Linked DNA regions of Mus musculus: regions 1, 3, 4 and 5 are each linked to region 2. The links are chromatin contacts, called in public Hi-C and HiChIP or PLAC-seq maps. All regions are on one chromosome and are shown on one strand. Each heading gives the region's core, a stretch centred on a gene start, on an enhancer-like site or on the middle of the called end of the contact. The rest is flanking DNA. Distances are from core to core; before and after follow the strand shown. Region 1 overlaps Col24a1 (collagen, type XXIV, alpha 1). Region 2 holds the start of Znhit6 (zinc finger, HIT type 6). Region 3 overlaps Ddah1 (dimethylarginine dimethylaminohydrolase 1). Region 4 overlaps Col24a1 (collagen, type XXIV, alpha 1). Region 5 overlaps Col24a1 (collagen, type XXIV, alpha 1).

Region 1 (4,954 bases), core at 242-2,741, 130 kb after region 2:
TAGGTTGATAAAATTTTTGAATGTGCATGAAGTGATATTTCCTAATATGACCTCTTTACAACCCTTACACAATGCTGTTCTGGTGTTTACTGATGGCTTTTCTAAAGGGTGAGCTGGATATCTTATAATCAACAGGTAATCATAAAGACTCCTGGCCTCTCAGCTCAGTTAGCAGAATTAACAGCAGTACTGAATGTCTTTCAGTCTGTACATGAGGCTTTTAATATTTTTACTGATAGTTTATATGTTGCACAATCAGTACCCTTATTAGGACCTGTGGCACGTTTAACTTTAATACGCCAGCAAGATTCCTGTTTTCACAATGGCAAAACATCATTCTTGCCTGAAAACACCTGTTCTATATTGGCCACATATGATCTCATTCTGGTCTTCCTGGACCTTTAGCTGAAGACAATGATTGCATCGACTGAGCTCTAATAGAAGCCTTAATTTCAGATCCTGTTGCTTTGGCCAAATGTGATCATGAAAAATTTCATCTCTCTAGCCATAACCTTAAGGCTCCAACATAAAATCACTAAAGGGCAGACAAGAATGATTACAAAACAATGTCCTAAATGTATTACATTATCTCCAGTGCCACATTTAAGAGTTAATCCACGAGGTCTTATGCCTAATCATACTTGACAAATGGGTGTAACTCATGCAGAATTTGGAAAATTAAAATATATACATGCTTGTATTGACACTTGTTCAAGATTTCTTTTTGCTTCTGTGCATACTGGAGAAGCCTCCAAAAATGTAATTGATCATTGCCTACAAGCCTTTAATGCCATGGGATTGCCTAAACTTATTAAGACAGATAACGGACCATCCTATTCTAGCAAAAATTTTACTTCATTTTGTAAAGAATTTGGCATCAAACATAAAACTGGAATTCCTTATAACCCCATGGGACAAAGAATAGTTGAACATGCTCATCACACTTTAAAAAATTGACTTTTAAAAACAAAACAGGGGCTGTTATATCCCCCAAGGTCACCAAACGCACATCTTGCTTTTGCTTTATTTGTTCTAAATTTTTTGCAAACTGATGTTAAAGGTCAGACTGCAGTGGATCACCACTGGCATCCAGTTACTTCTAGTTCTTATGCCATGGTAAAGTGGCGGGACCCATTAACTAATGAATGGAAGGGTCCAGACCCAGTCCTAATCTGGGGAAGAGGCTCGGTCTGTGTTTTTTCACAAAAAGAAGACGGAGCTCATGGCTACCTGAAAGATTAGTTCGTCAACTGGACACAGATCCTGAATCTTCCATTAAGTATGACTCTGACCTTGATTATAGCTAAAATCCTCTTTAGTTGAAAAGTTAATTTGGAGCACAGCCTCCTCTCCCAGAAAGTTACAGCCTTTCTGTGATTCTCAAAGTCACCTCCCCCACACCAGGAGCTCTAAGTCTAGCCTGATCGTTGCTAATTTGCAATTGAATGGAGTACCTGGACTTCTCCAAAGAAGCTTTTTGTACTTTTGCTTTTCACTGTCTCGACTTTGTTTTTCAAGCAGGTCAGTCAATGCCCTTCAGCCTGACTGCAGCAGGTGTGCAGCCCCGCCTCCAACAGCGCAGGTGGCAGTTATTAATCCTCATCAAGAAGCATTCTAAGTACATATTGTGGCTTTGGTCTGAATTGGGAATAACGTGTGCTAATGAGGGCTGGACAGTCTCAGATCTCAGAACCATACGAATTTAAGACAGGTACATGCCAAAAGGCCGTGGCTGTTGATAACACACCACAAAGCCATGTTTGTGTGAAATATAACACAAACTAGCTGCACTTAGTAGCCTCTAAGATGGAATTGGATGGTTCGGAAAGATCTAAGATTTCATTTCACTTAAGGAGGAATCAATGTAGGCAAAGATTTCATAAACTTCAACAGTTATTATAAACTCATTATTTTCTGTCCAAGCTGTGACATCTTTTAAGGCAGCTTTACCCTTCCAGGAGTCCACAGGACTTGTGGGCTGTATGACAGTTGCAAATTGACCCTAGTTCCTTTCATGGGATTGAGGAGATGTTCCAATCGTCTAAGCAGAAAATGAAGGTAAAATTCTAATGAAGGTCAACAATATACATATAAGTAATTCTATTTCTGTGAGGCTTTTTATATTAAAATTAAAGGGATACAGTTGAGCTCAGGCTTGCCTGCAATAAAGCAAAGTGGTCAGACTCTAAGGAAGCATTGCTAACCCTGACTGTGATGACTAAAACATGGTGATTACGAAGACACACAGGTGCTCTCTGAGAATGCCTTCAGTTAATGCACAAGAGTAAACACACCTCTCTTTTTTCAGGACAGTCATTTACTTTCTTCCAAATCTCTGGTATTTTAGATCTGACTGCTGTCAAGTACACTGCTATAATAAAAGACAACAGGCAGGGGGCAGCAGACTTCAAACAGGAACAAGCAAACATTGTCCTAGGTACAACCACTACCAGCTGAAGCCCCTAGGTCCTGGCCTTTAATGACTCCTCAGTTGTCATCCATTTAAAATTTCAAATTATTTAGATTTAAGCCATCAGATATATTGACATGACAAATCAAAGTGTCACTCACATTATGATTCAGAATGAAAGCTCTTAAAAGTCCTTGTGTGTAATCTGTGTAATTATCAGAAGCGAAGGTTTGTCTATGCAGTGTTCAATATTTCTCTACTCTTTCATGATGACGGCCACAGAAATTATTGATGCCCAGGGAAAAATCTGTACAATTCTGGTAAGATGTGAGATGGTTGGAAAATGTCTAGCGCTATAAAACACTGAAAACTCTTACAGTAGTATAATGAGAGATATACTACTCATTATGCAAGAGGCGTGAGACTCTGCACTGCAAAAGAGAAGACAGCACCCGAGGCGAGTTAGGATGAAGCTAGGAGAGAGGTCCTGGATGCTTCTTGTATGATTTTGTTATGTCCCATTACAGTTCCACGGCACGGCATTTCGTTTTGAGTTTTAGAGAAACGTCAATCATGGTGAGACTGACATTGAGTTACAATTGTCATGTCAGCTCTGTTATTAATAACAAGAACACATTATAGAAAAAAAAAACTTACCGGTTTTCCTTGAACTCCCCTCTCCCCAGGGCTTCCAGCCTTACCCTACACATGAGAGAAAAAAAATGCTTAGGTCATTCAGCCTTCTCAAATAGCACAAGGGAACGTCAGAATGCTCGTGCTTGAGGAGACCACGTGGCTTGCTACTCACGGGGAGGCCAGGAAGCCCTCTTTTCCCTTGGTTTCCTTTTTCACCCTATGAAAATATCAATATCACATGGACTGGTCAGAACTTGAGCCATGGTTTTAATGGTACTACACAGAAAACAGGGCATCAAGTACACAGTTCAATATTAAAAAGGATACATGGCTGATATGTATTAAACACTATGCGGTAGTATTTCAATATACAGGACATAATGGCTCTGCCACATTTAACTGCGCGTGAAATGGAGAATCAGCAAGTACCTTAGCACCATGTCCTCCTTGATCCCCTGCAAGGCCATCTGGTCCTCTGGGTCCCTATAGGTAGAAGGACAATATCCCATTGTTAATTTGAAATGCTCCCCTTAAAAGCAAATAATAATCAAGTCCACGTTTTAAAGGATTCATTCCACAGAGTAAGTTCAATGAGTGCAGAATTAGCTATAAGAGTTGATGAGGTGTTTCTAACCTAAGTTGATTCTTTTTCTTTTCTTTCTCTTTCTCTTTCTCTTCCTCTTCCTCTTTCTCTTTCTCTTTCTCTTTCTCTTTCTCTTTCTCTTTCTCTTTCTCTTTCTCTTTCTCCCTTTTCCCTTCTTTTTCCTTTCTTTTTCCCTTCTTTTTCCCTTTTTCCCTTTCCCCTTTTCCCCTTCTTTTTCCCTTCTTTTTCCCTTCTTTTTTCCCTTTTTCCCTTTTTTCCCTTTTTCCCTTTCCCTTCCCCTCCCCTCCCCCTTTCCTTCCCTTTTTCTTTTCCTTTCCTTTCCTTTCCTTTCCTCTCCTTTCCTTTCCTTTCCTTTCTCTCTTTCTCTCTTTCTCTCTTTCTTTCTCTCTCTCTCTTTCTTTCTCTCTCTCTTTCTCTCTCTCTCTCTTTCTCTCTCTCTTCCTCTTTCTTTCTCCCTTTCTCCCTTTCTTCCTTTCTTTCTTTCTTTCTTCCTTCCTTCCTTCCTTCCTTTCTTTCTTTCTTTCTTTCTTTCTTTCTTTCTTTCTTTCTTTCTTTCTTTCTTTCTTTCCAGCAGTCCTGAGGGATTTATTCTTAAAATGGCTCTAAGTTAACTTAAAAGATCCTGGGTTGTTTGCCTAGGCAGTCTTAAGTTTCATTATTTTGGAATTGTTCTCTCTGCATTTTTAGAAAATGAATGTTCAGGACACTGCACTTGCTATGTGTCCACTGGACAGCAGCTACTGGAAGATGGCAGGGGCTCAGAACAGGGACAGAATGGCACTTGTGGGCAAATCTTCTCAGTATCTACTCAGGAATTACCTGTAGAGAAGAGCCAGCTGCTCTCATACAGCGATAAGTCTCGCTTTCTAAAGCATATGTATCTTGAAGGGCTCTGTAACAGACTTAAATTCTACGTGGACACCCTCTGTAGAAAGGAGGTAGCTATTGCTGTCCCGACATGTAATTATGAGTTTCTTCATCATGGAACACTAAGTTATTTAATACTTAATTTATTTTTATGATTTCATAGAAAGAGTAATTAGTTCAAGGGAGAAGTGGTTGTACAAAGGACCAAGAGAAGAAGTCCACAGGGAGGCAGACCTGGCACATTTGTCCCAGGCATGGAGATGCCACTTGGATGTACGAGGTCAGCCCTGTGAGTTATGGGTAGAAGCAGGCAGAGGGACCACGTGGAGAAGAGTGAGGAGAGGAGCCTTAGCCTGACCAGGCTGTCAGCTGCATGCAGGGAAGTGCTGAGAAGACAAAGCCAGGATTCGCATTTAAGTAAGTGGGTGATAGGAAGC
Region 2 (4,850 bases), core at 1,420-3,919:
CTGCCTATCTGTCCCGTCTCAGGAAAGCTCATCTCTACCACTGTGCTGATAATCACACTCTGCGTAGTCCATGCCCCTCAAGCACCCTGTTCTCTTTACTCTCTTGAACCATCTTAACTTCCTCATGCACTTACATCTGTAAGAAATTCTATCTGCTGCTCTATACCTCCCAACTCCCCCACTCAACTACCTCCCCTCTACAGTACAAATGCCTGAGGGTAAGTACTTGGATCCATCTCAAATAACCAGAATAGCCCCACAGCGCAGTGACCACTTGATACAACTGAGAAATGAATAAACTGGGTGGAAGAGATCTGAACTTGAAAAGATTAGAAGAAATACTTACATATTTTTTGCGCTTTGGTCTTTTCAAGAAAGTATCTCTTGAAACCTTGTCTGCCGTTCTTGCCACGTCTTCCAAAAATCTATAGTCTTGTAATTTCAGAATGGACAAGTTAACGAGTGACACGGTGCCAGTGGCCAGAAGGCATCCCTGGGTGGTGCACAAAGTGACTTACCACTCAGGAGATTCATCTCAGTAAACTGCTGCAGCGACACATAAGCGGTCTTATCCCGGACTCCACTGCACGTCAGGTCAGCTTTGTGTTTCTTTACACAGGGCAAACTGAAGAAACAAACAGGAGGCAGCTCTGTACCTGAAGTCAGAGTGCACACAGGCAGGGAGTGAGGTAGGAAGCTACATATCTACCTGCAGGAAAAGCGCATGCAGCGTGGACATCTGTACTTCGCTTCTTCTGTCCCACAAGTCTCACACCTGTAAGAGTGCACCTGAGACTTAACACGCAAAATCAACTCTATGTATGTCCTTCCGGTCTTAGAATTTGGACTCAAGGGCATTTCACAGTTTACAGGCAGGTAGTCAAAGCAACTCTGATAAAGTATATGATAGCTGCTATTGGAAATCATGAAAATGTTTAAAAATGACATTTACAATGACGTGCAATTCAAGAAAACTGTATGAAAGAAGTCACTGGCCCGCCCATTTTTTTCTACAGGACTTAAGAGAATAATATGAATTGCTGATTTTTGTAGACCAGGCTAGGCTGGCCTCAAACTCAGAAATCCGCCTGCCTCTGCCTCCTGAGCACTGGGATTAAAGGCATGCGCTACCACGCCCAGCGATTTTTGAAATTGTGATTCATGGAGACTTTGTGTGTGTCTAGAAGTATAATCCATGAGCTACATATGAGTATTTTAAAAACATATACACCGGAGAAACAAGGAAGGATGAATCCCAGACTGGCAGCAATGTGTGCCCTTTCCCCAGTTCCACAGCGAATTCAGAATGAACACCCAAATAATGGTATGATTCATCTGTCCTCGGTCTTCTAGGGTCTGGTGATACTGAGAACCAAAGTGTACCTGGTACCAGTCAGTTCTATCAGCTCAAGGAGTTTGAGACTGAATCTGACCACAATCTGATCTTCTGTACTGTCACATGAGCACATTAAAGAGACTACATCCAAGAAACGAACATTCATAGGAGCCCGGAATAAATTCAAGAGTAAGTTGACATGTGTCTATTAGTCTACCCACTTGCTGGTTTTTGGTTTATATTGGATGGCGCCTCTAATCCTATTCTCTCTAAAAGAAAGACTGCGAAAGCGTTTCTTATTTAACAAGCTCTGGCTCCACAAAGGCCTTCTGATGCCCAGAATTTTCACTCCCTAACCTGGCCATACCCTTCTGGACACAGTCACATCACACTGTGTCCTCGAAAGCGTCACGCCCAACCTGAACTTCACCACTCAGACTTCAGGGACCCACGTCACGCCTGGTTTAACTTACCTCACTTTCTGCTGTTAAGGACTCGTCCACCCAGTAGTCTATTTCCCATCTGGGTTTTCTCCCCGCCCTACCTTGACAGAGCCAATTTCCTCTTGCTGCCCACTCGGGGGTTCATCTGGGGCTCTTCCTTCACCTTCGCGTCTTCCATCGCTTCGCTCTTGAGGGAACCCTCTTCTTTTATAGGCGCTGCATCCATCACTTGCTCTTCCTTTACGTTCTGACCAACAAACAACTCCTGTTTTATGGTCAAGTCCTCCTCCTTCACTTCTTCCCAGTCCGTCACCTCCTCCTTCACCTTCACCTTCTCTTCCTTCACTTCTGGCTCATCCACCTCCTCTTCTTTCACCACCAGGCTACTATCCGCCTCCTGCTTCACTTCCAACACGCCTTTCTCATCCTTCACCTCGGGCCCGCCCTCCACCTCCTGCTTCACCCACTGGCTGTCCGCAACACCACTGTCTAAATCCGACCAGTCTACTACTTCCTGCTTCACCACAGCTAAGTCCATCTTTATCTCCTCCGCATCCTCCGTGGTCTTAGTTCCTGCCAGTCCGTTCCTCTCCTCTCCATCGCCAGCTTCTGGGCTCCCGTCTAAGTCCCTGGCTCCCTCCCCACCAGCCGCAGGCCTCGGCCGCGCCCCCTCCGCTACCCTCTGGGAACCTCCTCCCGGAGTCCCTTCCTTCTCAGCTGCAGATTCCATGAGCTCACGAGCCTAGGCCGAAGCTGCCACTCCGTTCTTCACGGTGGCACCACCAAGCCAATAAGAGAGATTACCAAACGAACCGCCGACAGCGCCACACGTGCAGCAAAGCAGCCGCGGCAAGCTCTGCACGCCTGCGGGAAGCCGAGCTAGCCGTAAAGCAGCTGTTCCGGCCACGACTCTTCACGACGTGTAGCGTTCTTTACGGCACGGCGGCTTTCCGGCCCCACTCCTTAAAGCCAGGTGAGACCACGCCCACCAGGACTCCCACCCAGGGGCGGGGATCTTGCCACATCCTTTCTCAGGCGCTGAAACTGCTGTCTTGGGAACTGGAATTATTGTCTCAAATAAGTGACCCACTTTAATCAGTATTAAGGATTAATTCTAATAATGCATGGCAATAGATACAGACTCCCATGTTCCTCCAAAGTTTAGACTGTATAAAGCGGTGGTTCGTAACCTTACCAGTGGTGTGGATCTTTATGTTCCTCATGTTGTGGTGACCTCCAACCATAAAGTTATTTTTGTGTCTACTTCATAACTATAATTTTGCTACTGTTATGAATCGTACTATAAATACTCCTGGGGGGTGGGTGGAGAGGGGGAGCAGAGGTTTAGCAAAGAGGTCGCGACCCACAGGTTGAGAACCGTTGGTCTAAGGTTTCTTCACTGTATACTAGGGACCAGGACATCCAAAAACGCCTTTAATCCTAGCATTTAGAAGCCAGAGGCAGGAGGATCTCTGTAACCTTCAAGGCTAGCCTGGTCTACATAGTAAGTTCCTAGGGTCAGGGCTGTTTCAAAAACAAAACAAATAGGAGAAGGAAAAAGAGGAAGGGGAGGAGAGACACTCTCATCTGCTCCCACAAAGATTACATGAAACTATGCATGGGAACCAACTACAAAAAGATCTACAGCCGGCAACTGAAACGCTGGCTGTCACAGGGTAATTGTAGCCCCTAATATCCGTATAGTGAAGCACTATACCCCAATACCTCAGAATTTTGACTATATTCGAAGACAAGGCTTTTAAGGGCATAACACTTAAAATAAGGCCTTTGGCTGGGCCCTAGCCCAATCTGACTGGTGGTTTTTTGTTTTTGTTTTTTTGTTTTTTGTTTTTTTTTTTTTTTTGTTTTTTTTTTTTTTGTTTTTCGAGACAGGGTTTCTCTGTATAGCCCTGGCTATCCTGGAACTCACTTTGTAGACCAGACTGGCCTCGAACTCAGAAATCCACCTGCCTCTGCCTCCCGAGTGCTGGGATTAAAGGCACGCGCCACCACGCCCAGCTCTGACTGGTGTGTTTAATAAGAGGGAATTTGCATATAAGTGGGATGGATGCACGTAGAGAAGGGTACTGAAATGTGAGAAGTCATCGGTTTGCCAACCAGGGAAGCCTAAAAAGGCAGAATCTCTGACCTTTGACTTTTTCTATAGCTTCTTGAAATTTGAGAAAACAAAAAAAAATGTCTATTCACCCCAGGAAGGAACTGACAACAGACCAAAGGATTCCACTCAAGTCCAACTTGGTGAGCTGGTGATTGTATTGAGGTTATTTACAGAAGTGTCATTCGTACTTCTACCAATAACATTTGTGTTCTAATTAATAGCGGAAAAATACTGTCTATATATACCATGCTTTCTTCATTTGTTAATCTATTGATAGATACATAGGCTGATACCATATCTTGGCTGTTGTGAATAGTGCTTAATCAGCATGAATGGGCAGGTTTCGTTTTCCTTCCTTCCTCTGTCCCTCTTTCCCTCCCTCCCTCCCTCCCTTCTTTCCTTTCTTTCTTTGAGACAGAGTCTCTTTGCATAGCTGTGGCTGTCCTGATGAGTGTCCTCATCAGCTTTGTAGACCAGGCTGGCCTTGTTCTCACAGAGATCCACATGCTCTAATGTGCAGGGATTAAAGGCATGTGTCACCATGGCCAGTTTTTAATAATAATACTCTATAAATTTATTATTATTATTATTATTATTATTATTATTATTAGTTTTTTTGAGACAGGGTTTCTCTGTGTAGCTCTAGCCCACATGGAACTCACTCTGTTGACCAGGCTGGCCTTGAACTCAGAGACTTGCCTGCCTCTGCCTGTGCCACCACACCCAGTAGAAACAGATTACTGAGCAGTATGATGATTTAGGTTCCTGTAGCTTAGGAAGATTACAACTGCTGGAGAAGATGGTACCTTTAATTTTAGTTTTCTAAGGAACCTCTATATTGAGCCCTATAATGGCTGTGCTATTTATGTTCGTACCAACTGTATTAGTCAGGGGTCTTTAGAGTCACAGAATATGGAATGTCCTTCTGTATTGAGGGAATTTGTTATGATGA
Region 3 (5,041 bases), core at 1,062-3,561, 240 kb before region 2:
GAGTTAGCAAGATGGCTCAGTGGGGAAAGGGGGCTTGCTGTCAAAGTTGTTCACCATTCACCCGAGTCCTGGGGATTCCCGTGATGGAAAGAGAAAATCAACTTCTGAAAGCTGACCTTTGACCTCCATAAGTCCCATGGAACACAGTCACAAAATAAATACATGAAGTGTAATAAGATTTTTTTTAAAACCTGATTTTAGCTATGTCCACTGCTTCTCCTGAGAAGTGACCTGGAAGTCGGGGTGACAGTTACCTGTTTCCTCTTCCCTAGAGGAGCCTCAGCCACAGCCTAGATCTGCTATCTGGCATTACTGGGACCCGGGATAAAGATAAGGTTACATTTTACAGAAGAACTTCATCGGAAGAAGCCACAGATGTCTCCTCTTGAAGTACTTGGAAACATCCCACCACAATGACCTTTCTAAGATAAGCTGCTGCTCTCTGAGATACGAGAAAGCAAGGTGTCACCTTTGTTGTCTCTATGATGCTATCTGTGACTTTTAATGTAGAGTGTCTGGACCTAATACAGAGTCTCACTGGCCCAGACATCATGAAAGGGATACAACTCCCTGGATGCTATGCAGCCAAATGGTTGGGTTTGTGTGTTTTGGAATTGAATGACTTGGTTCAAATCCTATACTCTGATTGCCTAGCCGACCATGCAACCTACTTATACTCAAAGCCTCAGTTTCTTCAATGTAGGATTCACATTAAAAACTGAGATGGTAAACACATTGTATGTAAGGTGCTCGGAGGCTGGGGATGTAGCTCAGTGACAGAGCATGATTCCTGCCCAGCCAATGTTCATCAGATGTTCATTACTTACTATTGCGTCTTTAACTAGGAGTCTCAGACAATCCACACAAAACTTCAGAACATCAAATGTGCATTGCCTTCATCTGCTGGCTTACACACTCACTCAGTAGACAGATGTGGGCTGATGGCTGGTGCTGTGTGGGGCTCTGTGTTGGACGCTGCATGAAATCCTCTTCTTGGAACCACCTTTACTGAGACTGTGGCTCAGTGCTCAGACCAATGGCTCCATCTCATTGGCTTCCTTACTGTTTAGTGTGTGCAGGTTTGTCCCTGTGTGTACCAAAGAGAAGATGTATGCTTGTGTGAAGTGAATAGTTGAGGCAAGGCTGAGTGTGTGACACAACCCCACTCAGATGAATTCCCTGAGCTCATACTCTGAAGGAATCAGCCACGCTCCCACAACAGGAATGGAAGTGGGAGGGAATTTCAGGCACTGGGATGGCAATTAGTAAAATATCCCAAACTGCCTTACAATGATGGCATATAATTCAGCAACAGTGAAAAGAACGTGTAGTCAAACTTGACACCTCTAGAAGACCTCTTTTTTTAAAAAATGATCTGATTTATTTTTATTTCATATGCATTAGTGTTTTGCCTGCACATATGTCTGTGTGAGGGTATTGGATACCCTAGAACTGGAGTTATAGACAGCTTCGAAGTACCATGTGGATGCTGGGAATTGAACTAGGTTTCCCCCCAGAAGATCTCTTATGAACATCTTTATTACTTATAGAAGAAGAAACTCAAGTTGATTTTCTATGAATTCTACAGAAAGAAAAGACCATGTCCTCCTGACATATTCTTACCTCATGCCCACAACTGTCCCAAGATGGAGAAACGCCAAGGTCTACTTCCCTAGCACAGCCTCATCTTCAAGCACAGCAAGCTAACTTAACGGCCCAGTGACGCCTTCCTCTGTTGAGCTGCCACAAGGCTTCCCACACAGGGCTCTGGGAACAGTCAGGCAGAGGATGCTCTGATGAGCAGGGACAACAACAGAGTCTGTCTCCTATTTGTGAAGGGAAGCTGCCTGCCAAGCCATCCAGCATGAGTGTGGCTGACCCACGAGGTTGAACATTTCTCTGCACAAAGGACCAGAGAGATGGGGCCCCTGCCTCCCGTTATTATGTGTACTCGGGGTTTTTTGTTTTGTTTTTGTTTTTGGAGGGAGAGGAAAGGAAGACATAAAAGAGTAGAAGATTTGACATATCCTGGCTCTACTGCTTCTCAACTTGCTTCTAATCGATCCTGAGCCGCTTTTGGATTCAAGAGATGTGTTATTTTCTGCTACAGGGAGCACAAAGTCCAGTAGTCTTGTTACAATATGCATTTTTTTTAAATTGGCCTTTGCCTCCAGTTGCTGGCACAGAGCTCCTAAGGACCCTGGGATTTCCTGAGTGATAAGTATGTCTGTTGTTATTCATAACAAGCCTCCTTCCATAGCACTTGAATTTATAACAGGCAGAATGGAGGGGGTGGGGCTAGACAGCTTCCAAATGCAGTTGGTCAGAAGACCAGAGGATTGTAGGCTTGGAATGTGGAGACTCACCCAGTGATCTCCAGGAAAAGGGTGGTGGTAGCTAGAGATTGTGTTCTGTAACAAACATTCAGTGATAAGATTTGGTGAGTTTCAGGGTTAGTGAACAGACGGAGGTACTGGGAGGACAGTGTGTCAGGAAAAACATGGACTTCTGGCTCACTCATATACTGTTCTACACGTCAGTTTTCCCCTAGCTATTCCTATGTTCTATCCTTGCTCATGAATTGATAAGTTTAAGCATAAATCCTGTGATTTAGTCTAACAAATTATCAAATGCCAAGTAGGTGGTCACGGAAACCATGTAAGAAGTGATCAACAAGTGGAGTGGGGGCAGACCCGAGGGACCGCACCCTTCTTCTATGGAATCTGAAGTTCCCTCTAGGCAGTGTCTTGATGTAAACATGAGGATGGAAACTATCAGTATGGAGAGTATCCAGGACTGCCACTGGAGCCTCAGGGCAAAGTCTTGGCTTAGGGAGTCTCAGAGACCGGACTGGTCAAGTAAAGAGATGAGTAATGGCAAAAAATAGGGAAAGGAGATGGGACAATATGCCACACGCTATGGCACATGATATGGCAGACGATATTGCACACAGTTTGGCATATGATGATATGGCACACAGTATGACCCCCACACTATGGCACATGATATGGCAGACGATATGGCACATACTATGGCACATGATATGGCACACAATGATATGGTACATGATATGGCACACAGTATGGCACATGATGATATGGCACACAGTATGGCACACTGGGGCCAGGAAGTGCATAGTGGGGCTTAGTGACTCAAGTGCATCTTCAAGGAACTGCTATGGGATTTGGGCTGGAATACATTTAGAACTGGGGCAGGGGCAAGAACTGTGCATAACCAGACAGTCTTCCTATCCTGGTTCTTCAGGGAGTGGCCCTGCTCCAGGATGTAGCCTTACCACTATGACAATTACCCTCACTTTGAGGAGTGGTCCGTCTGCTACCTGAGGCTTGCAGAGGTCAGGCAGGTAGGGTTGGTTCCTTGTCAGAAAGGTCTGACCCGCCGTTCCTAGAATCCAAGGTGACTGCAGGTTTAGGACAGTAACTGGAGAACTTCAGGTGACATTTAGGGGACTGGAACAGGACACTGTTAATACTGCTGATGAGTTAAAGAAAGAGATACAGAGCAAAGGCAGAGATGTCCAGCTTCTGTCCTCTTTTTACTTACTTTTCTGGTTTAGGGGAAGCATCAGTGCTTTGTAGCTAAGGCAGTTTTGAAGTGCAGATTACAGTATTCACTACGAATATAGAACTTCTAACTAGAAATGGACCCAGAAGACAAACTTACAAGTTGACAAGGAGGAGGGGTCTTCATTTAAAATATCCTAAATCACTGCTGGGTGTGGTGTCGCATGCTTTTAATTCAGCCCTACTGTGGAAGTAGAGACAGGTGAGTTTCTGTGAGTTCAAAGCCAAACTGATCTACATAGTTCTAGGGCATGGACTCAGTCTCAATAAAATAAATAATTCTAAAACCAAAGTTGTTCTATTTGTTAGTTTCATAGATGAAATTATGCTGTTTTAGTACCTGGGCATACCATTCAGAGTTAGGTCACCTTGGCCTAACTCTGGCGGCTGAGTCGCCGAGGTCAATTCCACTGAGACTGTCACTGTGTCAATCTGTTAAATGGAACAGTTGGACATGGTGGCCTCCCTTCATCTTTGTGTATGTGCTGGAATGGAGTCAAAGGATTTCCCCCAATCCTGGACACTGAAAAAACTTGGGCCTTATATTGCTGTATCTCAGCCACTTCACAATAAAGCCTTAGGTTTACTAGAACTGTTTATCAAAATAAAATAAAATAAAATAAAATAAAATAAAATAAAATAAAATAAAATAAAATAAAATAAAACAATCCAAGAAGACTGCTGGGAAAACGTAGTCTACTCTTCCCTAAATTACAAAATGTGCACCTGAATTCAGAGGGCTCACAAGCAGTAACCTTGAATTCAGAGAGTCACTCCAAGCGTGAAAACATACTAGGTGCTGCTGCTTACACCAGCATACGCTGTCCTCGTGGGTCTGCAGGAAGAGAAGCCACACAACTTCGTGTGGAGATCTCTCTTCTCCTCAGTAATGTTCCTGGAGGGTTGGAACAATACCTGACCCTTGATGAGATGGCCTAAGGTTAGGGACCCCCTATAAAACACCTTCCCAGAGAAAGAACCACAGCAAACAGAGACCAGAGGAAAGACATAGAGGATGTGGGGGGCAGGGACGTGGGTTTGTACTGGGAAGAACATGGTGGGTACCAAAGCAGGACAACGGACTTCAAGTCTGTCCGGTGAGGCTTTTACTGAGACAGGCATGAAAACTGGGCTGGGGATATAGGTGGAAGGCTCACCTAGCATGAACGAAGCCCAGGGTTCAAGCCCTAGTACCATGTAAAATGGATATGGTGTATATATCTGAAGTCCCAGCACTCTGGAGGTAGAAGTAAGAGAATCAGAAGATCAAGGACACTTTCAGCTACATAGCAGGTTTGAGGCCAGCCTGATTATGTGAGACTCTGCATCAAACACAATATCACCAACCAAAGAATATCCACGGAGGGAGCCAGGACTTCAGATACATAGGTAGCAGAGGACGGCCTTGTCTGACATCAGTGGAAGGGGAGGGAGGCTTGATGCTCCGGCGTAGGGGG
Region 4 (4,972 bases), core at 856-3,355, 160 kb after region 2:
AACATAGACCATCACTTGATAGATTCATAATATGCCTGTATTACTTGGATATGAGATCTAGTTGGAGGAAGGCCCCCGAGGAAGCATTGAGGGATGGGCTTTTCTCTGGCCTCCTCCTGCCCTCTGCCTTCTCTGCCTGCTGTCTACCAAGTGATCAAGAACAGCCCCAGAAAACACCTCCATTGCCCCGATGTTCGGCACAAATATATGGGTTCAGCCTTTTTATACCATGAGCCAAAATGAGACTTCACTCTCTTAAATATTTCTTTCAGGCATCTGTCCACAGTGATATAGAAGCCTGGCTACTACGTTTTCTAACTCCATCACTGTTCAGGAAGACGTGGCTTTAAGTTTATCAGTCTGAATGTTCTATAGAGCATCTCCATCTCTTACGTTCAGCATAATTCCTGGACTACAGAAGATAATAAATATATTTTGACTAAGTCAGTGAACAACGCAAATAAAGCAGAGGTGGGGGAACACACGTGCAAACCACCCACCCTCCTCTAAAGCTAAGACTCATTGCTTTTTAAATCAGTACTTCCGGGTTAAGGCCTCAGCGACAGACTTACATCCAGGCCTGATGAGAGTACAATGAGAAAGACTGGCCACTTAACCCCCTGGTGGGCCATATGTTACCCAGAGCTCATTAATGAAATGGTTGGGCAATTATCTCTTTTAGTGGCAAACTATATTCAGTTCCTGATTTTTTTTTTTTTTTTTTTACCATACTGACCAAACTGCAGAGAAGCTTAAATTCCCAACTAAGATGAGTTTAATGTGCTAGGGTCAATAAAAAACTGGTTCAGGAAAAACTAAACTCTGACACTTGTGAGGGGAATGTCTTGACAGAGGCCCCTGAAGAGTCTGAACCACTAGGCCCTAACTTTTCCTGCTTATAGAAGTGGCCTGTCCTTTCTCATAGTAAGTTAGCCCTGTCCCCCTTTAAGAACACACACACCATAATTGGGATTTTCATGTCCCTCTCTAATCACTAGATTATACTTGCATGCTACCTAGGAATTTGGTGTGCTTGATATAGACAGAAAAGACCATCTCTAAAGAATAAAAGGTCTAGTGAGTATACATGGTAGCATCCTGGGAGTGGGCACAGGGCCTGACTTCATAGGTACTTTACCTACATAGCATAAATAAAATGTGGCATGGAAAAATTAACTTGGGACCTGAGTAATGTTTCCCTCATTCATATGACCAAGTACATGACAGAAAGCAACTAAAGTGGTAGAAGATTTATTTTGGCTCTTAGTTAAAGATATAGTTCACCATGGAGAAAGTATGCCAGTGTCCAGTGGAAAAGTGTGGATTGGACTCTTGACTTTTTTGGTGAACCTATAGGTAGAATAGGAGGGGGAGTGGGAGGAGGAGGAGGAGGAGGAGGAGGAGGAGGAGGAGGAGGAGGAGGAGGAGAAGGGGAGTATGGTAGCACTGCAGCTGGCTATAACCCACAAGACTTTCCCTGAGTGAACCACTTCCTTTAGTAAAGAATACTTTCTAAAGGCTACATGGCCTTCAAGACACTGCTAAGCAGTTGAGGACCAAGCATTCAAGCACATGAGCATTTGATGCTTTGAGGTTTCAAGGCACTGACGAAACACTCTCTGTACACATTGCCTAACAACCAAAGAAAAACAATTTGATGAAAATCCTACATTTATCAATATTTTATTAAAATGCCATAAAATAGATACTCTTTTATTTAGTCAACAAAATACTTGAAAGCATAATATCATGTGCCACCCTGAAGAACACATATTTTTGTATGGTCAATTAAATTTAGACTATGAACAGATATTTCATAATTTTATAGGTTCCTGAGGGACTGGGCAGGTCTATCTTGGGTCACAGAGTTTCTACTCCAGCCTCTTGCCATATGGATACATAAGGTTCCCCACCAAGAGTGTCTTGATGGTCTGCCAAGTATTCAAGTGGAAATGTCAGGCTCTGACATTTCCCCATCAGCTACCTGACTCTTATTCTCTAGGAGCGAATGTGCAGTCATAAAATAAAAGCTCAGAGAGAGGCGTTAGCATTGCCAGGCAGTTCTGGCAATGATCAGGAGGCTATGCCTGGAATGTCCTCTGAGCAGATGCCGGTAGTCACACTTGTGCTATGGGAAACACGAGAAAGGAATGGGTCACTCATGCTGTCCCAAACTTGCCTGGCAGCGCGGCCAACGATGAGCCTCTGGGTAATCAATCAAAGGCGATAATGTGAGTATCGACAGAGAGCTGCCACCTATCTTTATTCAACTCAGGCTATTTTTTTTTTTTAAAGAAAGTAAGTTGGATGAGAAATAAAGGACATTCTCCTGCAGCGACACTTGTGTTGCAATAACTTCCTCACTGTGCGGTCTCCCTGAGACTAATAACTAGCAGGCCCGTTCACAGAGGGATGTGCACTTAGGAGCCCAGAGTAGTTTTTCAAATATGAAGAACAAAATTAGTTCTGGATGCTGTTTTAGGCAACCCTTATAGGAAAGGCAAGTTGTGAGTTCTATCCAAGACAAAATTAGAGTAAGAGAAATCTGCTCTCTCAAGTTTCTGTCACTCCCACAAACCCCAAATGGTTGCAGCTGATAATGGAGTGTGTGTGTGTGTGTGTGGGGGGGGGGGGGGATGACAATACACTATGCCACCAATCAAGACCTGGGTTCCAGCTTAACACTTAAGTCCCGAAGAAAGTCATTGAACCAGATTTGATCTCACCTTTCTATTCTGAAAAACATGTGGACAAGGTCCCTCTTCATACACAGCCTCGCTTTAAAATTCGATTTAACCACAAGGAAGAGCAGAGCCAGTTATTTAAAAGGCATTGACAATCTTGTTCAACATCCCAAGAATGGGATGTTCATATTTATATAGAAATAGAGTTAAAGATTTTTCTACTGAGGAATTTTATCCAGTGTTCTGGATCCACCGGATCCGGCTTACTGATAATCTCTGCAGCAGGCAGAGCCTTTTCCCTTTAATACTCACATTGGCATCCTAATCTTGCATGAGGTCTTTGAAGTGGGTGCAGTGTCCTGTTCAGTTTGCTCTCACCCTTGAGTATGCAAATGATCATAAATATTTGTAGAAGGAAGGCACTGTGTAAATTGGCTGGTGGTTTCTTAGTTAAAATATTGAGATGATGGGAAATCCTCACATTGTATTTAACACAGACAAATCGGTGACCTTTTACGTGTTTGTTTCAAGTCTCAAGATAAATAAGAAAAGAAGGGGAGAAGATACGGAGGGAAGAAGATATCCTCACGAGACTTCCTTTTTCACCAGGCACTGACAAGTCTCTGCACTCCTCTCATAACTGTACTTTGGACTTCTATAGTAGCACTTGAGTGGTCCTGTGACACCTCAGAGCCCAAGGGTAGGACAGTGCCTTTAAAACACAGTGCAGAGAAGCCCGGAAAGCTCCCTTGAAAAGTGAAGACATCGTTTGCCACGAGGAGATAATAGCCAGCCACATGATCCTTTCTTTCTTGTATTACTATCATGCCTTGTATGTCTTAATCTTATGCTAAAGAAAAAAAAACAAACAAACCAGGAGCCAATCATAAGTGAGGCTGCACTCAAATGCACAATATCTTGTCTCAATGAGAAATACTGCACACAAAGTAAATACTTCATTGTTCTTAGAAATGTTTCCTGGTAATAATCTCAAGTGTTTGCTAGAGGGAAAATGATAATTTCTGGTTGCATCCTTTGTTTACATGTGGCCCACATATAAAAATCAAATAAATTCATTATGTTCGCAACCAGTACAAAAGAAGAAACAAACAAACAAACAAACAAACAAAAAACAATCAGTGACCCGTGGCAGCACTACCTGCCTGCTAACTTGAATTGGTTTTTGGATTTGAAACTAAGATACAGAGAAATCATATTTGTGTTCATTGCTTTTTTGTTAATGACAAAAGATTAATAAAACAGGGTGCACATAAGACAGACACAAGAAAGCTGCCACATCCTAGAACAACTATAACATGGCAGAGCAGGAAGAGACACTACAGCCGGCGGCCCATTCATGCCCACTGTCTGTTTTTATAAATAAAGTTTCACGGGAAACAGCCAGGCTCATTCATTCATTGTTGTCTGTGACTGGGTTCACAGTACAGTGCCATAGCTAAGAGCCTGCAACAGAACCCATATGGCTCAGAATTTTAAACATTCAGTCACTGGCCCTTTACACAAAAGCTTTCTGACCCCTACTTTATGCTATTTATAATCCTTAACAGTGAAGATCTTAGCCCACAAGTTACACAGGTCACAGGTTCATTTTTAAGGGGGAAGCATGGGTATTTTCACTAGCCTATCTCCATGTTGCCATTTGGCCATCATGTTCTGTCAACAAAGTCATTTCAGCAGGAGTCCCCAAACAACCCTTTATCCCAGACCCTTCCATTATTTCCATGCACCAGTCCATTTACTTCTTAAACTAAAAAACCCAACACATTCTCTGTCTTACATATTTTCAACAAAACACAGGGGCCTTACCATTGTGCTGTCATATAAATATGTATATAAAAGAAGATACAATGTTCTAGCAGTGAATGAAACTTGTTGCATACAAACTAAGCTTAAAAGGAAGGCTATGTATAAATGCGTATATAGAAGAAGATACAATGTACTAGCAATGAACGAAACTTGTTGCATATAGACTCAGCTTGAAGGGAAGACTATTAGAACATCATCCAACAAAAATTCCAGCATTAGATAGACACTTTCCAGATAAGAACTTAGAATACCATCTCCTAAAAATCTGCTATTCACATCGTAAAAGCCATACCCAGGAGAATGGAAATATGTTTTCAACCAAAGTTAGAATTTTTCTATCAACTCGTATGTCCTTATGAGCCATGCCAAAACAACTTTTACTTTTTTTCCCTTAGAGTATCTTATGTAACTAACAGAACAGAATTTTTAATAAAATCATATGAATACATATTTTGTCATTG
Region 5 (4,822 bases), core at 474-2,973, 200 kb after region 2:
TAAAAACCCTTCTCGTGGCACTTGTCCTGGATAGGGAAACTCTGAGGAGACCAAGAAGTAGGGGGTTGGGGGGAGGCTTGGTCTTATTTACTGTAATTCTCAACGATACACTGTGATTCATATTTCATGTCACACAGCCCTAGACCCTACAGAGTCTGAGGTCATGGCACTCAAATGTGTCTCTCTTGTCAGGAAACGCCATGAGGTTCCTGGAAAATCTAAAGTTATGGCTGCCCCTGGGACTCTTCGGGTTTCTTGTGGCCAAATATGAACAAACAGAAAGAAAAGTCATTCTACAAGCATGCCTAACAGACTCACAGAATTATGAGCAAGGAGACGGCTTTTACACAACAAGGCAGGAAGGAATACATGGATCACAGATGAGAACTTAGGGGCCTCGTGGTGTGTGTCCTTCAGTTATGACATTTTAGGCTATACCACCAAGTATAAAGAGGAGAGTGGAGGCTGGAGAGAGGAGATCCAGTTGTGATCCATAGCAATACAAAAGTTGCTATGGTTTCCAGCATGCATAGGAAGACTACAGGTGAGGTTTAAGTCGTGACACTATTCATGATTCCACAGTGATGCATCTGTCTAAACCTTTAAGATGTACGGTATTGAGTGACATAACACATTCGACAATATGCATGTATATGTCATAAATGTGGCAATTATTCCAAATTTTAAAAACGTTTCAAAAGGGCATTGACTGTTTTTAAAAAACATACTCAAATATATACATAATTTCTTCCTGACCCCTGCACTCACATCAGGAGAAATCACTACCTTTCCAGGGAACTTAGGGGCCAGGTGAGGATGTACTTCCAACTCTGATACTGTATTAGTTTCATCATGGTATGATTTACCATGAGAATTGAGTCAGAGACATAAGAAGCACGGGGAAGAACTCAAATAATGTCAGTTTGGAAGTCACACGAGGGCACAGCTGCAAAGCTCTAGGAAAATGTGATAAAGTTAACTCAGAAAATACTATAGTCTCAAACTTGAAAATAACACTGGGAAATCAATGTTATTTATGTGCACACGCAAAACCCACCAGCAAACATAAAGGTAGAGAAACTCTACCAAGAATTGCAACAAAAAAATATAACACTGGAGCCAGGTGTGGTGTTGGTGCACATCTTTAATTCCAGCACTTGGAAGAGAGAGCATGTGGATCTACTCTAAGATCTTAGAGTTCGAGGCCAGCCAGATCCACAGAGTTCCAGGACAGCCAGGGCTACACAGAGAAACTCTGTCTTGAAAAACCAAATAAATAAATAAATAAATAAATAAATAGGAACAAATTTACAAAGAACTATGCAAAACTATCATGTGGGAAAATTGTAAGTAATATTTCTCAAAAAAAAAGTAGAAAAGGAGATTTGGGCAAATGAAAGAAAGACAGGCATTGTTCTCGAGAAGATGACTCACTAGTGTGATCATATCAACACTCCCTTAATCTATCAGCACAGACTCTAGCCAATAAAAACAAGGATGGTATTTTTAATGAAGCTAGATAAGATGGATACTAAACTTTACATGGGAAAAATTATTCAAGGATACATGGAGAAATATTGAAAATGGGAAGCTAAGAGAACTTTTAGCCATTAAAACATTGACACAGAGCTTGTGCTGTTAGTGAGCACAGAAGCTGTCTGTGGGTAACAGTGCTAGAATAGTAGACCTCACTGCACTTTCACAAATCAGCCCTGTTCTCCCGGCTACTCTGTGCTATAGCTGTATGGGGTAGAGCTGTGAATGGCTGGCCTCTGCCATGCCATGGCTGCTACACACATGAGCTCATAGTAGCTGTGTTCTGCACAAGGTCAAGGTGGTTGAAAGTTTCAGCATTGAGGAAGGAGGGGTTTTTTCACTTCCACCCCAGCTGAGAGGCCCTTGGCAGGTGATGGCTGCTAAAGGACAGAGTCACTTTTCTTGCAGGGAAGGTGTCCAGTGTTAGGTTTCCCATGCCCTAGGGAATGACCCCACACACATGGGCATATGGGCTACTTGGACCTAGCGGGCTAAAACTGAGAGGAGGAGAAGAAGGAGGAGGAGGAGGGAGGAGGAGGAGGAACCAGACAGAGAGAGACAAAGAGATACACACACACACACACACACACACACACAGAGAGAGAGGGGGGGGGTGGGAGCAGGTTATGAAATTGGGAGGCAGACAAGAAATATGTTTGGTGGGAGTGAGGGAAGAGCTGGAGGGAGGGAATGTATACAGGTATGAAGGTTACAAAAATGTTCTAAAAGGAGTTTTAAAATAATAAAACTTAGGGAGCAAACTGGGGAGATGGCTCAGAGGTCAAGAGCACTTGAGGAGGGTTAAAAGCCTAGAAGACAAGAGTTTGAGTCCAGCACCCAAGCCACAGAGCCATAACCATCTGTCACTCCAGCTCCAGGAAATCTGACCCTTTCTACTGGCATCTGAGGGCACTTCCCATCTCCTGCATGCACATGCAGTAAATAAAAAAATACAATCTTAAAAATAAACAAATAAAAACCAATATGAAGGCGTCTAGTCCATGTGTGTGTTTCCGCTCGGTTCTAGCTTGGGATCCTCCACAGACTTAGCTACCACAGCTTTAGGTCAGATTCACCCAGGCCTCCCAGGGCTAGGCTTCTCTCCTTGCCTGCTCCTGCTCCTCCTGGACTAAATGGCAACTGGAAGGTTTTCACAGCAGAACTTACAAGTGACTTTCTTTTGTTACTTTGTATTATAAACATTGCAGAATGCTTTTTCTTTTCTTTCTGTGCCACGCTCTGCTGCAATGAGTGATACTAATAATTTAACAAGGTTGCTGGACCACAGGCCAGACAATTTCCAGGCAGAGACTTGGGGAATGCTCTGACTTTCCCCCAAGCCCAATGCCTTCCTAGTTTGGCAATGGTTCCATCCAGTCCAAATGAAGGTACTTGAGTGGTAAAGAATGGGAAGATAAAATGTGTTCATTGTCATTACAGTTTTTACTCTTTGAGGGAGCACTTGGGGGCACTGAAGGGTTTCTGTTCACACTAGCTTTGTGCCTATGTGTCCACACTGCCCTCAGCCCGCCCTCCCTCCCTCCCTCCCTCCCTCCCTCCCTCCCTCCCTCCCTCCCTCCCTCCCTCCCCCTTCCCCAACTTCCATTTTGCCCTAGTGTTACATATATTTTATAACTCTCTTTTAACTCTCTCCTTCCACCTTAACCTCCACTTAAACCTTCTTTCTTCCTTCTTATTGTCTTGTCTCCAGTTCCCTACCCTATCCTCTTACATACCCGAGTATATGAAAATAAAGATCTAGAATTTGCTTATGAGAGAAACCCTGCTATTGCTATTGCTTGTCTCTCTGGATCTGGGATAGTTCAGTTAAGATAATACTTTCCATTTTCCTACAAATGTCATGATTTCATTTTACGGCTTAATAAAATCCCATTGTGTATGTACGCCGTATAAAATGTGGTTGTTGTTACTGGTAACTATCCACAGGATACCCTTAAGTGAACCCACTCAGCACTGTGGGGACCTGCCCAAAGCATCTAGATTTTTTCCCCCATGTTTTTTATGTGATGTTAATGTACAGGTAAGGTTGAACAGAAAGTCACAGTTGTATGTTTCGCAGGACTTGGTGACAAAACTTAAGTAAACACTTGACTAAACAAGTAGATTCTCTAGTCCAGACCCCTTAGGGCCATCAGCAAGTGTGCTAAGGGGGTCTTAAATCATCTCTGTGCTTCAGGGCTTTCTCCCCATTCTCTGATGAACAACATCCTGAAGTGACCCTCTAGAAGCATTTACCAGGAACCGGAGAGGCGAGCAGGAATTAAGAACACCAATGCTCTTGCAGAGCACTTGAGTTGGGTTCCCTGTACCCTGGTGGGGAGCGCACAGCCCTCTTTAACTCCCAGGCCAAGAGTTTCAACGCCCTCTTCTGGCCTCATCAGCCATTGCATGCATATGCCCCCCACCCCATCTCTCTCTCTCTCTCTCTCTCTCTCTCTCTCTCTCTCTCTCTCTCTCTCTCAAAAATATTAACAAAATAAATCTCTTTTCAAGAAGCATACATCAGAAAAGGTCACGCTACTGCACGACCTAAGCCTCCGATAACTTCTGATATTAAACAAAACAGGCTCATTCTCTCTTTCTCTCTCACCTTTCCTCTCCCTCCCGCTTCCGTCCCCCTCCCTCTGAGTCAAGACAAAAGCTTTTGCCTATGGTGATGCTGAGGTGGTGGCAGCCATTGCCCACGGTTCATGCTAACCACGCCCTGCCTTGCTGTGTATGTGTTACTGTGTCGATACAGTAACCTCATGAGGTCAGCACATATAGCTATTCCCACTGTCACTGAAGTAAGGTTGAGAGACTTTAGATAAATGGCTCAAGAGTTTCATCCTACCCCCTCCTCAGAGGAGAAGGGGATGGGGGAGGATCTGGGAAGAGGGGGGATGTTAATATTGGGATGCAAAATGAATGAATGAATGAATGAATGAATAGTCTCAGCCTAACTTCTTAATTTTGACTTAGAAGATGTTAGCTCTCGATACTCTTTTTTCCCCCAGATATCAACTTAAATATTTTATCACCTAAACAGTGAACAAAAGCCACCACAAAGTCTGTATGTAGATCTCACCATTTAGCCCTCACTGGTATCCCTGTAATGGAATTCTGCTTTGGTGTCACGATATCAGTCAATGTATGCTGAGGATGGAGACAGCATTGATGTCATAACTTGTTGCATTTCACCTGAACAGGGAATATCTTTCTGTCTCTGAGAGAGACCCCCTCCTATAACTAATCATATGTCATGGCTTTGGTTAGTCATGTTTGG

What was found. A called contact is a pair of places that touch in the nucleus more often than the background predicts. HiChIP or PLAC-seq counts read pairs in DNA pulled down with a chosen protein or histone mark.
Region 1: a contact with region 2 is called in an H3K27ac HiChIP or PLAC-seq map of embryonic stem cells, with 5 read pairs. The contact joins the enhancer-like site here to the promoter of Znhit6 in region 2. A contact is called at or near these places in 5 of 39 promoter capture datasets (embryonic stem cells, liver and stem cell-derived epiblast-like cells), 7 of 484 Hi-C or Micro-C datasets (the HL-1 cell line, the N1E-115 cell line, embryonic fibroblasts and 4 more) and 5 of 115 datasets of contacts at active chromatin or transcription factors (the NIH/3T3 cell line, embryonic stem cells and pancreatic cancer cells).
Region 3: an H3K27ac HiChIP or PLAC-seq map of trophoblast stem cells shows a contact between it and region 2, with 2.5 times the contacts expected there. The contact joins the enhancer-like site here to the promoter of Znhit6 in region 2. A contact is called at or near these places in 11 of 39 promoter capture datasets (the 3T3-L1 cell line, 3T3-L1-derived adipocytes, embryonic stem cells and 6 more), 3 of 484 Hi-C or Micro-C datasets (embryonic fibroblasts, embryonic retina and nephron progenitors), 3 of 115 datasets of contacts at active chromatin or transcription factors (astrocytes, extraembryonic endoderm stem cells and trophoblast stem cells) and 1 of 9 other capture datasets (macrophages).
Region 4: a contact with region 2 is called in a Hi-C map of beige adipocytes, with 2.5 times the contacts expected there. The contact joins the enhancer-like site here to the promoter of Znhit6 in region 2. A contact is called at or near these places in 17 of 39 promoter capture datasets (the 3T3-L1 cell line, 3T3-L1-derived adipocytes, the HPC-7 cell line and 9 more), 65 of 484 Hi-C or Micro-C datasets (the AML12 cell line, the Ba/F3 cell line, the C2C12 cell line and 24 more) and 9 of 115 datasets of contacts at active chromatin or transcription factors (the NIH/3T3 cell line, embryonic stem cells, epiblast stem cells and 2 more).
Region 5: a Hi-C map of Sertoli cells shows a contact between it and region 2, with 2.2 times the contacts expected there. The contact joins the enhancer-like site here to the promoter of Znhit6 in region 2. A contact is called at or near these places in 6 of 39 promoter capture datasets (the 3T3-L1 cell line, 3T3-L1-derived adipocytes, the SN4741 cell line and 2 more) and 1 of 484 Hi-C or Micro-C datasets (Sertoli cells).

Annotation. Positions count from the first base shown.
Region 1 is chr3:145,439,923-145,444,876 of GRCm38.p6, reverse strand. Col24a1 (collagen, type XXIV, alpha 1) reads right to left here. Exons shown (of 60, transcript NM_027770.3): 29 at 3,476-3,529; 30 at 3,219-3,263; 31 at 3,068-3,112. Among named protein-coding and RNA genes, the nearest start is that of Gm35133, 50 kb to the right of the region's middle. Within about 2 kb of position 1,491, at least 5 of the 459 cell types and tissues checked have an H3K27ac peak or open chromatin away from gene starts, as enhancers often do. A contact at or near this core is called in embryonic stem cells and stem cell-derived epiblast-like cells, where this site is marked.
Region 2 is chr3:145,574,027-145,578,876 of GRCm38.p6, reverse strand. It overlaps Znhit6 (zinc finger, HIT type 6), which reads right to left and starts at 2,669. Exons shown (of 10, transcript NM_001081094.1): 1 at 1,881-2,669; 2 at 710-775; 3 at 519-625; 4 at 347-432. The coding sequence starts at 2,509.
Region 3 is chr3:145,814,246-145,819,286 of GRCm38.p6, reverse strand. All of the region lies in intron 1 of Ddah1 (dimethylarginine dimethylaminohydrolase 1), which reads right to left. Among named protein-coding and RNA genes, the nearest start is that of Ddah1, 58 kb to the right of the region's middle. Within about 2 kb of position 2,311, at least 48 of the 459 cell types and tissues checked have an H3K27ac peak or open chromatin away from gene starts, as enhancers often do. A contact at or near this core is called in extraembryonic endoderm stem cells, liver, neural stem cells and 1 more, where this site is marked.
Region 4 is chr3:145,415,119-145,420,090 of GRCm38.p6, reverse strand. All of the region lies in intron 24 of Col24a1 (collagen, type XXIV, alpha 1), which reads right to left. Among named protein-coding and RNA genes, the nearest start is that of Gm35133, 26 kb to the right of the region's middle. Within about 2 kb of position 2,105, at least 11 of the 459 cell types and tissues checked have an H3K27ac peak or open chromatin away from gene starts, as enhancers often do. A contact at or near this core is called in beige adipocytes and embryonic fibroblasts, where this site is marked.
Region 5 is chr3:145,370,857-145,375,678 of GRCm38.p6, reverse strand. All of the region lies in intron 19 of Col24a1 (collagen, type XXIV, alpha 1), which reads right to left. Among named protein-coding and RNA genes, the nearest start is that of Gm35133, 19 kb to the left of the region's middle. Within about 2 kb of position 1,723, at least 14 of the 459 cell types and tissues checked have an H3K27ac peak or open chromatin away from gene starts, as enhancers often do. A contact at or near this core is called in Sertoli cells, where this site is marked.